2 separate regions of the Mus musculus genome follow, and region 2 is linked to region 1. Evidence: chromatin contacts called from public Hi-C data. All regions are on one chromosome and are shown on one strand. The core of a region is the stretch at or near the end of the contact, and the rest is flanking DNA. Distances in the headings are between cores, read along the strand shown. Region 1 holds the start of Gapt (Grb2-binding adaptor, transmembrane). Region 2 has its middle 72 kb from the start of Gpbp1.

Region 1 (6,268 bases), core at 2,628-5,127:
TCATCTGTAATTTCTGTGGCTAGGTGTTTATATCAGGTTAGATTTCTACAATTCCTGCCCCCCCAAGAAAAACCCCCCAAAATTGAAATAATTTAACAAATTGAAACTTCCATATACAAGTTAAGGAATTTCAGATTAGATTTTTTAGAAAGATTATAGAAGGGTGGGAATGCTCTACCCCACCTCTTTCCCACAACATATCCTGCACCAAAGGGGGAAACACCTCAAGGAGAGCAATTGTTCTCAGCTCCATGGTAGTAAAATCAAACCAACAAACAACATGGCGGCTTTCATTTGTGATCTATGTAAGTAGTTAAAATTGTCAACATATCAAATACTGGCAATGGGGAGAAAAAAGAGGGATCTCTCATGTATTGCTAGGCTCTGTGTATAAATGGTATATATGCCATAGTAGCAGCCATTTGGGATTCAGTAGGACTACAAGTGTTCATACTCAGGGATTCAAAGCTTCCATTTACAAGCTTGTCCTAAAGAAATTCTCCTTAATATTTCCAAGGATGTGGAATGCAGCCGCCAGTTAGGAGAAGCATCTGTAATTCTTTAATTCATGTAAAATGATGCTTGGAAAGGCTGTGGTAGAGAATGGAAAAGTAGAAAAAGGCCCAGACTAAATAAATGCAGTTGACCCTTTGTGTCTGCACAACCTGCACGTGAGCAGCCACAAGTTTCTACTTCCTGAGCTGGAGTCTAAAGTACACAGGTCTGTGCCTCATTCAGATGGGGGGTGGTATTAAATCAGTAATAACCATGTGTTTATTTGTTTGTTTGTTTGTTTTTGTTTGGTACACAGGCGGTACATAGTAATGGAAGCAATGCCAAACACGACAGAAAAGTATAAGATAATTTTAAAGAAACCTCTGACTAAACACTCTGTAAGATATTGCTCTCCCAGTTCCCATGCCCATGAGGTACTTCAATATTGCTCTTATCTGCAGATAACAATGAGTACTCCAGGTGTAATGGAGCAGCCTCGTCGGAATCCTAGGAATTCACTCTTGAAACCTCCATCAGTGATTCTGACAGACTTTCAGATTTGAAGACATTCCCACACCAAAAACTATCTTCCAGTGAAACCTGTCCTGTACGTGCAGAGAATCGTCCATTTTAATTTTGCCTGTTGTTACTGGCATGGGTTTGTTTGGCTTCAATCCATCCATGCCTTTTCCTCCCAGCTTCACTTACACGCTTCTTCACTTTAATTTTTTCATGACTTTTTCCACACGCGTGGTAAAATTTTACTGATTAGAAGACTGTATTAGCAATCTGGTATTAACAATCTGATTACTTTGTGGATTAACCACATAAGCCTATATACAAAAAGTAATTTGCTGGCTAAGTATGCTACCTTTACCAGACCATGTAATGCTTTATTTCAAGACATAGATTCCTGGACTATCTGTAGCAAATAACATGAAGCTTTCGAACCCTTTATGGAATGTCAAGGACAATTTCATGAATATGACAAATATTCAAAATTTACATACATAATTATGTGCCCCTGCCTACTCAGTTCAAGCATTTAAAAAATCCCACTGTTAAAAGAAATCAATATTTGATATAAAGAAAATTGCTACCATCAATCTATATGGGAGAAATGTACTTGAATAATTGTCCAGTCTAGATTATAGTGAAGATCAATAAATTACGTCCCAAGTTTTAGACTACCCAAACCATAGGATGGCAAAAAGGAAAGAAAGAAAGAAAGAAAGAGAGAGAGAGAGAGAGAGAGAGAGAGAGGGAGGGAGGGAGGGAGGGAGGGAGGGAGGGAGGGAGAGAGAGAGGGAGAGAGAGAGAGAGAGAGAGAAAGAAAGGAAGGAAGGAAGGAAGGAAGGAAGGAAGGAAGGAAGGAAGGAAGGAAGGAAGCAGGAAATGAAAATGACCAAAATAAGCTTAGATGCAGCTGTTGTGGTTAAAAGAAAAGAGGTTGGGAAGAAAAGCAAGGGGTATCTTGCTACACTAAAGACTGGGAGTTAAGAAAACACAGTTTAAAACTGCACCTAAGCCATAAAAACAATAGTTACATAACAACTCAATTTTTAACAGAAACATTGTTTCCTCCATAATCTTGAAGATAAATTCTGCTACTTAAAAAAGGTTCCTATTTGAGGTAAGAGCCAGGTAACTGCCCTCTGATTTCTTAGTCCTTAATACATTTCAAGAGGAGTTAGTTAGTTTGCCTTAGTTGCACTTTTAGAGGAGACTATATACATTCACACAAATGTGTGTTCATCTGTTTGTATGTGCATCTATGCACGCACATGTGCATATTTATGTGGGCATGTGTGAGTGTGTGCCCGTGCATGTGCATGTGTGTGTGTGTGTGTGTGTGTGTGTGTGTGTGTGTGTGAGAGAGAGAGAGAGAGAGAGAGAGAGAGAGAGAGTGAGAGAGAGAGAGAGAGAGAGGTCAGCTCATACCTTACTGCATTTAAGTGCATCAGGAAAAGTGGCTCACTTGCTGCTCTCCCAGCTTCCCTGCCCCACCGGATTACTCTTGCCTTAGTAAACTCTTCTCATGCCCACTAACTTGGTTTCAGGCTTTCATTTCCTGTCCACTGAGAGCCGTGCATCTGTCTTCCTGCTCTTTGTTGTTCTCTAGAACTGTATATTTCTTTGCCTTCCTTCTAAGGTCTTAAATGTTGTGTGGGCCCAGTGGCTTCTCCTTCTTTGGGTCTCAGGAGCTTCAGGGCGTGTATTCACTGCTCCATCCCCGTAGCTCTGGCAATTTAATTTAGAACCTTACACACGCCTCTAATCTATATCCCTGGCCTCCCTCTTCTTTTAAACCAGTTTATACAAGGTTAATCCTATTTGATCAAAGGAGTTCTGACACAGTCTAAAAGGCAATATTTCCGTGACTATTTCTACATCATCTATCTAACTCACTTAGTATCTGTTCGATTCAGCAGTTCTCCCCACCGCCCCCTTCCATGGGGCTGGCTCTTAGAGATGATAAGACAGAAAGATTCTATGTGGAAGCTTGACAGGCAGTCCATTACATGACGAACAGTGGTTCTTCTCACAGCGCTGGGTCCATGTCTCTGGGGAGTAGACATTCTACCGCTGTGCTTCTGCCTATAAACTAAGATTAATGGTGGCATTTCTCCTCTAAGAATTTCTTGGGTATTACACTAAAGGCTTATGATACCTAGTGTTAGGAATGAACTAACTACTCTTACTTAACAAAATAAAGCATTTTTTTTCTTTCTTGCTGGATTTAGTTTGCTTTCTATCAGATTTCTGCCAATCTGTAACATCCCTATGTGCTAGTGAGTCTCCTAATAAAAGATACTTGACAAGTTTACCTCATGAAAATCAGTCAAATAGTATACCAGAGTAGTATGCCTCAGGACGTTCTTTGGGAAACCTTTATTTAATGAATGTGATGGTGATGATGGTATCAATAACAATTACAACAACATAATAAACACATTCTGAACCAACATACGGGCACTAGTTCAGCAGATATTTAATTTTAGGGTTGTGCATTGTAGCTTCATATTTAAATATGGATTGTTCCACCAATCACAAAGCAAAGAAACAAAAATACTCAAGGCCTATGTTATTATGAGTTTTAAAACCTCTTTGAAGAAAACAAACTACATGATTGATTCTAAAGTGAACATGGTAAAATTGTTCAAAAAAGAAAAATCATCTAGGTTTGACATATTAATGAAATATACACTTCAAAAAGTTCCACCTACAAAGAGGGAGGGTCATTTATAATTCTGCAGTATCTGACGGCAACTTCCTCACGAACCAGGAAACTTTGCAAGTATTAAATACACTGAAGGGAGGAGGAGCCAAAGAAGGAAGTAAGTGACCAGAATGAAAAGAGGAACCATTCTCAGCTGAAGAAAGTTTGATGAAAAGTGACAGACAGAGTTGGACACTCCCAGGCTTCATGTGAGTCCAACTGATGGAAAGTTTTTGGGTAATGGAAAAAGGTAAGAAATGGATTCATGTGTAACCAAGTAGTGACATTTTGTTACTTCAAAACAACTTGTTTGGTGGTGGTGGTGGTGGTGATGGTGGTGGTGGTGGTGGTGGTGGTGTGTGTGTGTGTGTGTGTGTGTGTGTGTGTGTGTGTGTGTGTGTGTTAATGGATGATTCGGGCTCAGTCATAGTGGAGAAAACAATTTGCACGTTGCTGGTGAGGTTGGACCATGCTACACTAATCAGCCCTTTCCTGTGCCTGCCATTCTACCTGAAGGAAGTGTGCTGTCTGCTTTGCAAGGTCTACTCTAGGAAGAACTTGTGATCTGAAGACAAGTGAATAATTTTTGGTTAGTTTGCAGAAACTGTTGCTTTCCAAAGTGAGAAGAGCTTCCAAGCTGGGCAGAGCAAGTCTCATGTAGGCGTTATACTAGGGCATTTCATTACTGTTGTGATTTTTATACTAAACGATGTCTGCTCTGCATAGAACTAAGATAAATTCTTTCAGAAACAAAGAGGGAGCCTTTTGCTTCTCTGACCCTGCCCAGGGGACAGCAGCCAATCATGCAGAAAGTCCCATTCTGTTCTCTTGGAGGCCTAGCACATTCGAAAACAGATTCAGTGAAATTTCCTCTGGAAATGCATCTCACACATTCTGGATAGGGTGTGTGCAATTATTTATGCTACAACATATTAAGATCCATTCTCATTTGCCCATAAAGGAAACGAGGCTTTTATTTATAGAAATCATTAGGCAAATATCTGTATGTAGCCTTTGTATCATGTCTGCCCTTGTAAGAGTGAGAGGACTTCATCATCTATAGCTCTATTAATTTTAAGCTGGTAGATATGATAGTGTACTTTGTTATGACTTTTCATGCCTACATCATTACGTCTTGCTCATAATTGCTTACGCTTACTGACTACCACCATTCTGTATGCTATCTTTATCATTTTAACTGTAGACAATAAAATGTGCTGGTTTTGACACAGGGTGTCATTCTGTATCCCATCTAGCCTCGGCTTCCCTGTACCAGGATTGCACAGGCACGAGCCCTTATGAACAGCTCAGACTGTTAACACTACATGGTGACTAGATAATTCTATGCTCAGCCATGCTGTATCAACAACCCTCCAGGACCCCAAGGAATTTGAGAGATATATGGATTGGAGGTGTTTGTCCCTAAATAGTTATCAAAGAGAGTTTATTATAAGCAAGCTACACGCTATGCTCCATTTGTTCATATAAAATGCAAAACTGAACCTTTTTGCCTTGGTATAATCTGACCTTGAACAGATTTCTAAGAGGTCGGCATTAGAAATGTGCCCTCACTGAGGGCAGGGAACTGCTTTGTGGGTTTTTCCTTGCTGTTCATTGTTGTTAGTATGGCTAGGAATGAATCCCTCTGTCTATTAGCAGATATTTAGTGTACTAGATCTCCTGTGCTTAGTCCCAGTGCCAGTGTCTAGGAGATAAATACAGCTTACTCGTTGCTAGGGAGTTATTATCTAGAATCCTCCATTTCATCTTCTGTAAGGTGAGGATAGCAATAGCATCCCACATGAATGCTCTAGGGTTAAGTGTGACAATCTACAGGAAAGTGACTGAAATCTGATTTAAGATATGCCCCTAATTAAATATGATTGTTGGTGATGCTCAGTAGACAATGGTAAGAAGTATTATAGTCACTGTTAAACATATTGAACATATGGGCTGTCACTATTCCTGTGTCTCACTTGAAACATATAATAAGAATACTTGGTGGATATAATCGCAGTAGAAAATTCTGTCTGATGGAATACTTTGTGTCACCTTCCTTGATACTTTAAAGGTTCAAGGGAACACTTCAAACATCACCTCAACTAAGTGAAAATCATTTGTTGCATTTGTGATTAAAAGTGTTTACAAAGATATGTTACTTCACTTTTAAAAGATCTCTTAAATAAACTTCAGAATAATCTATACACCCTTTAAAATCTTCCCTCTTAAAGTGTCAGTTAAGCTGAATTGAGTGGCTGAATTTGGGAGTCACTTAAAAAATGCTCTCTTTTATTCAAATAAATAGTGACTGGGTTCATTTTCTGTACTAGGTGTTCGAATTTGCTCTAGGAATCTAAAGATGAAAAGAGCTGAGTCCTGCTGCTCTTGAGACCAGGTAGGAGGGAAGAATTTCCTTACATTTAGGGTACCACTCTCTGCTAGAGAATGAGCTAATTATTTTAAGACTCTAGAGGGAGGAGTAACTAGGGAGTCAACACAGCCTCTGTCCACTCCAAAGGAGGATGGCCAGGCTTCGCAGAGAGGCAGGAAGCA
Region 2 (6,268 bases), core at 1,978-4,477, 1.1 Mb before region 1:
CATGTACAATAAACTATATGAATTATATCCCCACCTCTTGTTTAGATACAACTTCAAATGGCCCTATTCATTATAAAATAGTATCACAATTACATGACAAGTGTACCATGTTTGCTCATTTCTTATTCTTCAGGAAATGTTAACGACTCGCACTATGGCAGTTAGTTTCCTGATTAAGAGGGTGAGTTCTATACTTAGCAGGGTTCTTGAGTTATCATGGGCCTTTCACCATAATCATTTGCCATTGTATTTCTCTATGACTGTCTTTTTTTTTTCCAGAGCATATATTTATATCATTTAGAATGGTAAGGCCATTTTTGCATTTTTAAGTTTTTGATATGCCTCTTACAAAATACATGAACTTGTATGAATTTTTGGGTTCATGTACTGCTGACTAAAAGAGTGGGTACTATTTACATGTAGCTCATAGGTCTAGGAAAATATAGGTTCTTTTCCCTGTTACTGTTTGGAATCTGAACTTTGGTCAATACAGCCAGCCCTGTTTATTGGCATGTATAGAGTCAACCAATCATGAATTGAAAATATCTAAAAAAATGACTATGCACAATCTTCCAAATACTACAATAGGATAATAACTTATGACATTTACATTGCATTGGTATTATAAGTATGTTGAGATTATGTACAATATTTGGGAGGATATGTTTAGGTTATACAATTATATAGGTGACCTTTGCATCTGGATTTTGATATCTTTAGTGTCCCTCAAACCAGTCCCTCATGAATAGCAAAGGATGACTATGAAGAGAACTGCTTGTCCTATAGTCAGTTTAGGGCATTGTGGTTCCGGAGTTCACCAAAGTAACTGAAAGGAAGGACAGGAAGAATTCCAGTTCTATGACTAGGAAAATATATAGAGATTTCCATCAAGCATGTATGTGATATGGCCACTCTTGCACTTTTTGCTTCTTGAGACAGGGTTTTATGCAGTCCATTATTGGCCTTAGGCTTGCTATGTATCTGAACCAGTCTTGATTCTGCACTGCTCAATGCTGAAATTGCTGGCATGTGTCACTACACCAAGTCTTTAACTTTTATTTTTATTAAATAGAAAGATTACTTAAGCCTAGGAAATGAAGACCAGCCTATGCCACAAAGACACTGTCTCCAAGACATTAGAACAAAAAGCAACCCAATAGAACATTTACATTTGTGGGCTGGAGAGATGGCTCAGCAGTTAAAGAGCACTGACTGCTCTTCTGAAGGTCCTGAGTTCAAATCCCAGCAACCACATGGTGGCTCACAACCATCTGTGATGATATTTGATGCCCTCTTCTGGGGTATCTGAAGACAGTTACAGTGTACTTACACATAAATAAATAAATCTTCGAAAAAAAAGTGTCATGGTTTCGAACACCTTCAGTCCCAATGCTGCAGAGAAGGTAGATCTCTGAGTTCAAGACCAAGCAGGGCTACATAGTGAGACTGAGGAGGAAAAAAATGTTTAAAACTACTGTATATGTGTATGCTGTGTGTGTCAGAAGGGTAGAGGAGGGAGGGAGGGAGGGAGAGGAAACAATGGAACTTGCTATTAGACTGGCATTGAACTTGAGGTTGAGGTCCATCTGCCTTTGCCTCCTCTGTTCTGGGAATTAAAAGTGTGCAGCCATACCTGCCATATATATAATTTCCATACCTCTTATTATCTGACGACTTTACACATGTATGGTAAATCCACTTTAATATAAACTATATCCCACTCACTGCAGGCTAAATGTATCCCTAACTCAGCCTCATCTTCAGATCTCAAAACTGTCTGTGACCAGTTAATGAGAGGATGTTTCAGAGGATGTGGAAGATGGCCATAAAACCAGATTCCCTCCCCTCCCCTCCCCTTCCCTCCCCTCCCCTCCCCTCCCCCTCCCCTCTCTTCTCTACCCTCCCCTCCCCTTTCCCCTTCCCTCCCCTCCCCCCTCCCCTCTCTTCTCTACCCTCCCCTCCCCTTTCCCCTTCCCTCCCCTCCCCCCTCCCCTCTCTTCTCTACCCTCCCCTCCCCTTTCCCCTTCCCTCCCCTCCCTTTCCCCTCCCCCCTCTCCACTCTCTCCGCTCTCTCCCCCTCTCTCCCCTCTCCCCTCTCCCCTCTCCTCTCTCTTCTCTCCTTTTTTTTTGAGACAGGGTTTCTCTGTATTGCCTTGGCTGTCCTGGAACTCACTCTGTAGACTAGGCTGGCCTCGAACTCAGAAATCCGCCTGCCTCTGCCTCCTGAGTGCTAGGATCAAAGGTGTGCGCCACCACGCCCGGCAAAACCAGATTCTTGAAGCACACGTTCTAGTAACTTTTGCTAAATTGCCTTCTAATGCAAAAAGCTTAGCAACCCTGGGAAATTCTGCTTCTGCCTTCTGTGGAGAAGAGCAGAGAAAAGGTGAGGCATAGGCCAGGCCTAGGTCACACACTCATGGTTGCGGAGGAGTGGACACTTTGGTTAATGCTTTTTGGAGAATTTTGGTGGGTGGGTGGAGGCCAGATGCAGTTTCTAAAGGAAGATTGAGTTTCGGTAAGCAGAATATGCTGGGTTCGGGCAACAAAGAGACAGTAAGGGTTTGCTCATTCACTCTGAAGAGCCAGGACTCATAATAATAAGCTTGACCACAATTTAGCCACGGTGGACAGGTTATGCTTACCTTACCCCCTGTCCCAACTCTCTACTTAGGCCTGCAGCTCAGGTCAGTACCCAGAATTTGGGTTAAAATACTTCATTTTCATTCTCAAAATCGGCCATTTGAGCAAAAAGCCTTTTCATCATTAGTTTTGTCTTCTTTTCTTAAGGAGATTAGTGTCTGACAACTTTTTCTAGGGGACAGAACACACGTTTGTCTACTCACCCCTTCAGGGATCTCATAACATTACCAAAGTATGGATATTACCAAAGCCCAAACTTGATCAATACATTTTATTGGGATTACTTACAGGAATCTGGGTAGGAGGTTACTTACAGGAGCAGAAATTACTCAAAGACAGCTGCACCAAGGCCCACTCCAATATGAGTGAACCAGTTTACAAACGCTGAGAAACCTGGAGCATACTGCACAGTCTGTAGGCATCTCAACATACTCCCTCTAGAGGATATCCAGGCTCCATATTGGAAGACTTTCTCTGACCAGAGTGATTTGGTCTAAGAATGTCCAATGGCTTCATACCAGCTGGACCTAGTATAACTACAAGGCTGATGACTGAACAAACAAGGAAGCTGATCACGTTACATTTGCTGTCAGGACACAGAGTAAATAGGAAGTAGGGCCAGGCATAAAACAAGTCTGACTACTTCCTCCAGGAAGGCTCCCTCCCTCCTTCTTTTCTTTTCTTTTGTTTTAATTTTCAACATAGATTTTTTGTTGTCGTTGCATGTGTGTGTGTGTGTGTGCTTAGTCCTGGCTGTGCTAGAACTCACTCTGTAAACCAGGCACTCTGGACTTGAACTCAGAGATCCATCCGCCTGCCTCCTGAATGCTGGGATTAAAGGCATGAGCCACCACTGCTCAGCAAGGCTCAATTTTCTAAAGGGTCTACAACTTTCCCAAATGTTATCAGTAGCCTGCAACTGATTGCTCAGTTGATGAGCCTTTAGGGGATTACACTGCAACAGCGTCTGCTATACTCAACCCCAAGTGAGGTTCTTTTGTACTTTATATAGCTGATATTGATTATTGGTTGGCCCTTCATGATCCTCTTTCTCAAGAATCTTTAGTTATATTTGAAAGTGCTTGCCTTGCAAGGTAACATATTCTCAGGTTAAAGAGGTTGGGATGGGACAGCTGTGGGGGCCATTGTTCTGCCCACCACACTGTCAATTCAGGGAGCTGTTTTAGGGGAAGGACTAATTAGAGGGCACCTCTAAATTTCAGTTCAGTTTGTAGTTATTTATTTAGGCAACTAATTTGTTTAGGTCTTAATTTTCTCATGTAAAAACAAGAAAGCAGTAATGCTTAGATTTCCATCCCAAGTTTATGTATGGTAAGAGACAGCATGCCGAACTGGTGTGTGCATGGGGAAAGGTGAACTTTCTTTTTTTCTTCCTTTTTTTCTTTTTTTGAGACAGGGTTTCTCTGTATAGCCCTGGCTGTCTTGGAACTCACTTTGTAGACCAGGCTGGTCTCGAACTCAGAAATCTGCCTGCCTCTGCCTCCCGAGTGCTGGGATTACAGACATGTGCCACCACGCCTGGCTAAATGTGAACTTTCATGGAGTTTTGGTGGGGATATGAATTCTGGAAATAATGTGGCCTTTTTATAAAATAGAACTAAACATTTGAACGCCTTCTGGTCTAGCATTCCTTTTGGAGGGGGTGTCAATATCAACAGTTCTAGTGGTTTTTGTATTTTTGATTTTTTTTTGGTGCTATTTCATATTAAATATATGCTTCTACATATGTATTTGTATTTTTAACCACATATTATATATATAAGTGACAAATGTATATCATATACCTGTATACCAAAAAAGCCACTGGAAACAACATAAATTTTCATAAAGGGATTTTATATAAGGTATTACATGCATAATATGAACTATTGTAAAAACATAAAAAATGAAGATCTCTACATTTTTGCCTGGAGGATACCCTTGAGATATTAAGTGAAAAAGGAAAATTGCAGATTATTAGGTATGGGATGGTGCTAGTTTAAAAGGAAATTTAAAAGGAAAGTAAAGAAGTCTGTGTGCACACAAGCTGTACATCAGAGCATGGCAAAAGTTTTAAACTACTTCTTTTTTTTTTCCATTTTTTATTAGGTATTTAGCTCATTTACATTTCCAATGCTATACCAAAAGTCCCCCATACCCACCCACCCCCAATCCCCTACCAGACGGGTTTAGTGCAGAGTTCTATCAAACTACTTCTTAAGAAGTAATTGTTTCTGAACAAGAAGAGAGGACTTGGACGGGAAAGGAGAAAAACAATTGTTGGCTAAGCTTTAATTACTCAAGTAATAAATCTGTTATGCTTGTGAATAAAATTTAGAGGTCGTGGTAGCTTGAATGAGAATAGTCACTACAGGCTCAGATGTGAATGCTTGGTTACCAGAGAGTTACGCTATTGGAAGGGATTAGGAGGTGTGGCCTGGATGAAGGAAGTGTCACTGGGGGTGGACTTTGAGTTCCCAAGCCAGTCCCAGTGTCTTCTCATCCTGCTGCCAGTGGATCCTGATGCCGACCTCTCCGTAGTTCTCTGTAGACACTATGTCTTCCCGTGTGCTGCCATGCTTCTCACTATGATAATAGACTACCAAACCTATTCCAACCACCACAACTGAGTACCAAGTTCTGAAACTGTAGGAAAGCCCCGATTAAATGATTTCTTTCATAAAGGTCCCCATGGTCATGGTGTCTCTTCAAAGCAATAGAACACTGACAAAGACAGAGGCAAAGTTGGTCCCTTGATTGACACTCGTAATCCTATCTCCATCTATTATTCCTAATGGAACATGTAGCCTTCCTCATGTTTTCTGTCCATTTATGTAGCTTTATCTGTACAGGAAGAGATTTTTATACATGTAACAATGTTTGGAACCATGTAGTAAGGGTCCTTCTATAAGATACTTTTCTGCTCCAAAGCTTCTTAATTTTCCCTGTTGTATTTCTCTACTTATTTATGTGTTTGTGTATGGGTGTGTGTCTGTGTGGTGTGTGCAACATTGTGCATTTGTGGATGTCAGAGGACCAAGAGAAGTTAGTTCTTTTTTTCCATTAGTAGGTCTTGAGGATTGACGTCAGGCCATCAAGCTTGGGTAGGTATCTTTCTCCACTGAACCATCTTACCAGCCTATCCCTTGGTAGAGAAACTCACAGAGGTAAAATGTATTATTTTTGGGTCACAGAGAATAAAAAGTTAAAGACGATTTTAAAAATAGATTCTAAGGAGTTGCCTTTATTTAATTTTGTGGAAATGCCTTTAAAAGAATGTACAAATATATGTTTTGTTTCATAATCCAAAGGAAGTTTTAAAATTTTTATTTTACTTCTGTGTGTGTATACAATACATACAGGTTTATGCTTCCTATATGCACTTGTGGAGGGTAGAGACCAATGCCAGGTGTCTTTCTTTATTACTTTTTTATCTTGTTTTGTTGTTGTTGTTGTTTTTGGGGTAGGGGGTCTCAGTTACTGTTCTATTGCTCTGAAGAGACATCACGACAAAGGCAACTTACTAATTAAAGTATTTAATTGGGGACTTGCTTATAGTTTCAGAGGGTGAGTCCATGACCAGTGGAAAACGTGGCGGCAGGCAGGCAGGCAGGCAGGCAGGCAGGCA

What was found. A called contact is a pair of places that touch in the nucleus more often than the background predicts.
Region 2: a Hi-C map of bone marrow-derived macrophages shows a contact between it and region 1, with 10 read pairs. The contact joins the enhancer-like site here to the promoter of Gapt in region 1. A contact is called at or near these places in 8 of 39 promoter capture datasets (cranial neural crest, embryonic stem cells, frontonasal cranial neural crest and 4 more), 1 of 484 Hi-C or Micro-C datasets (bone marrow-derived macrophages), 2 of 115 datasets of contacts at active chromatin or transcription factors (fibro-adipogenic progenitors and microglia) and 1 of 9 other capture datasets (macrophages).

What each region holds. Positions count from the first base shown.
Region 1 is chr13:110,354,781-110,361,048 of GRCm38.p6, reverse strand. It overlaps Gapt (Grb2-binding adaptor, transmembrane), which reads left to right and starts at 3,877. Exons shown (of 3, transcript NM_177713.3): 1 at 3,877-3,965; 2 at 6,046-6,110. Gm41058 (a long non-coding RNA gene) reads right to left here and starts at 2,605. Exons shown (of 3, transcript XR_873950.2): 1 at 2,437-2,605.
Region 2 is chr13:111,415,155-111,421,422 of GRCm38.p6, reverse strand. No RefSeq gene overlaps it. Among named protein-coding and RNA genes, the nearest start is that of Gpbp1, 72 kb to the left of the region's middle. Within about 2 kb of position 3,227, at least 3 of the 459 cell types and tissues checked have an H3K27ac peak or open chromatin away from gene starts, as enhancers often do. A contact at or near this core is called in bone marrow-derived macrophages, where this site is marked.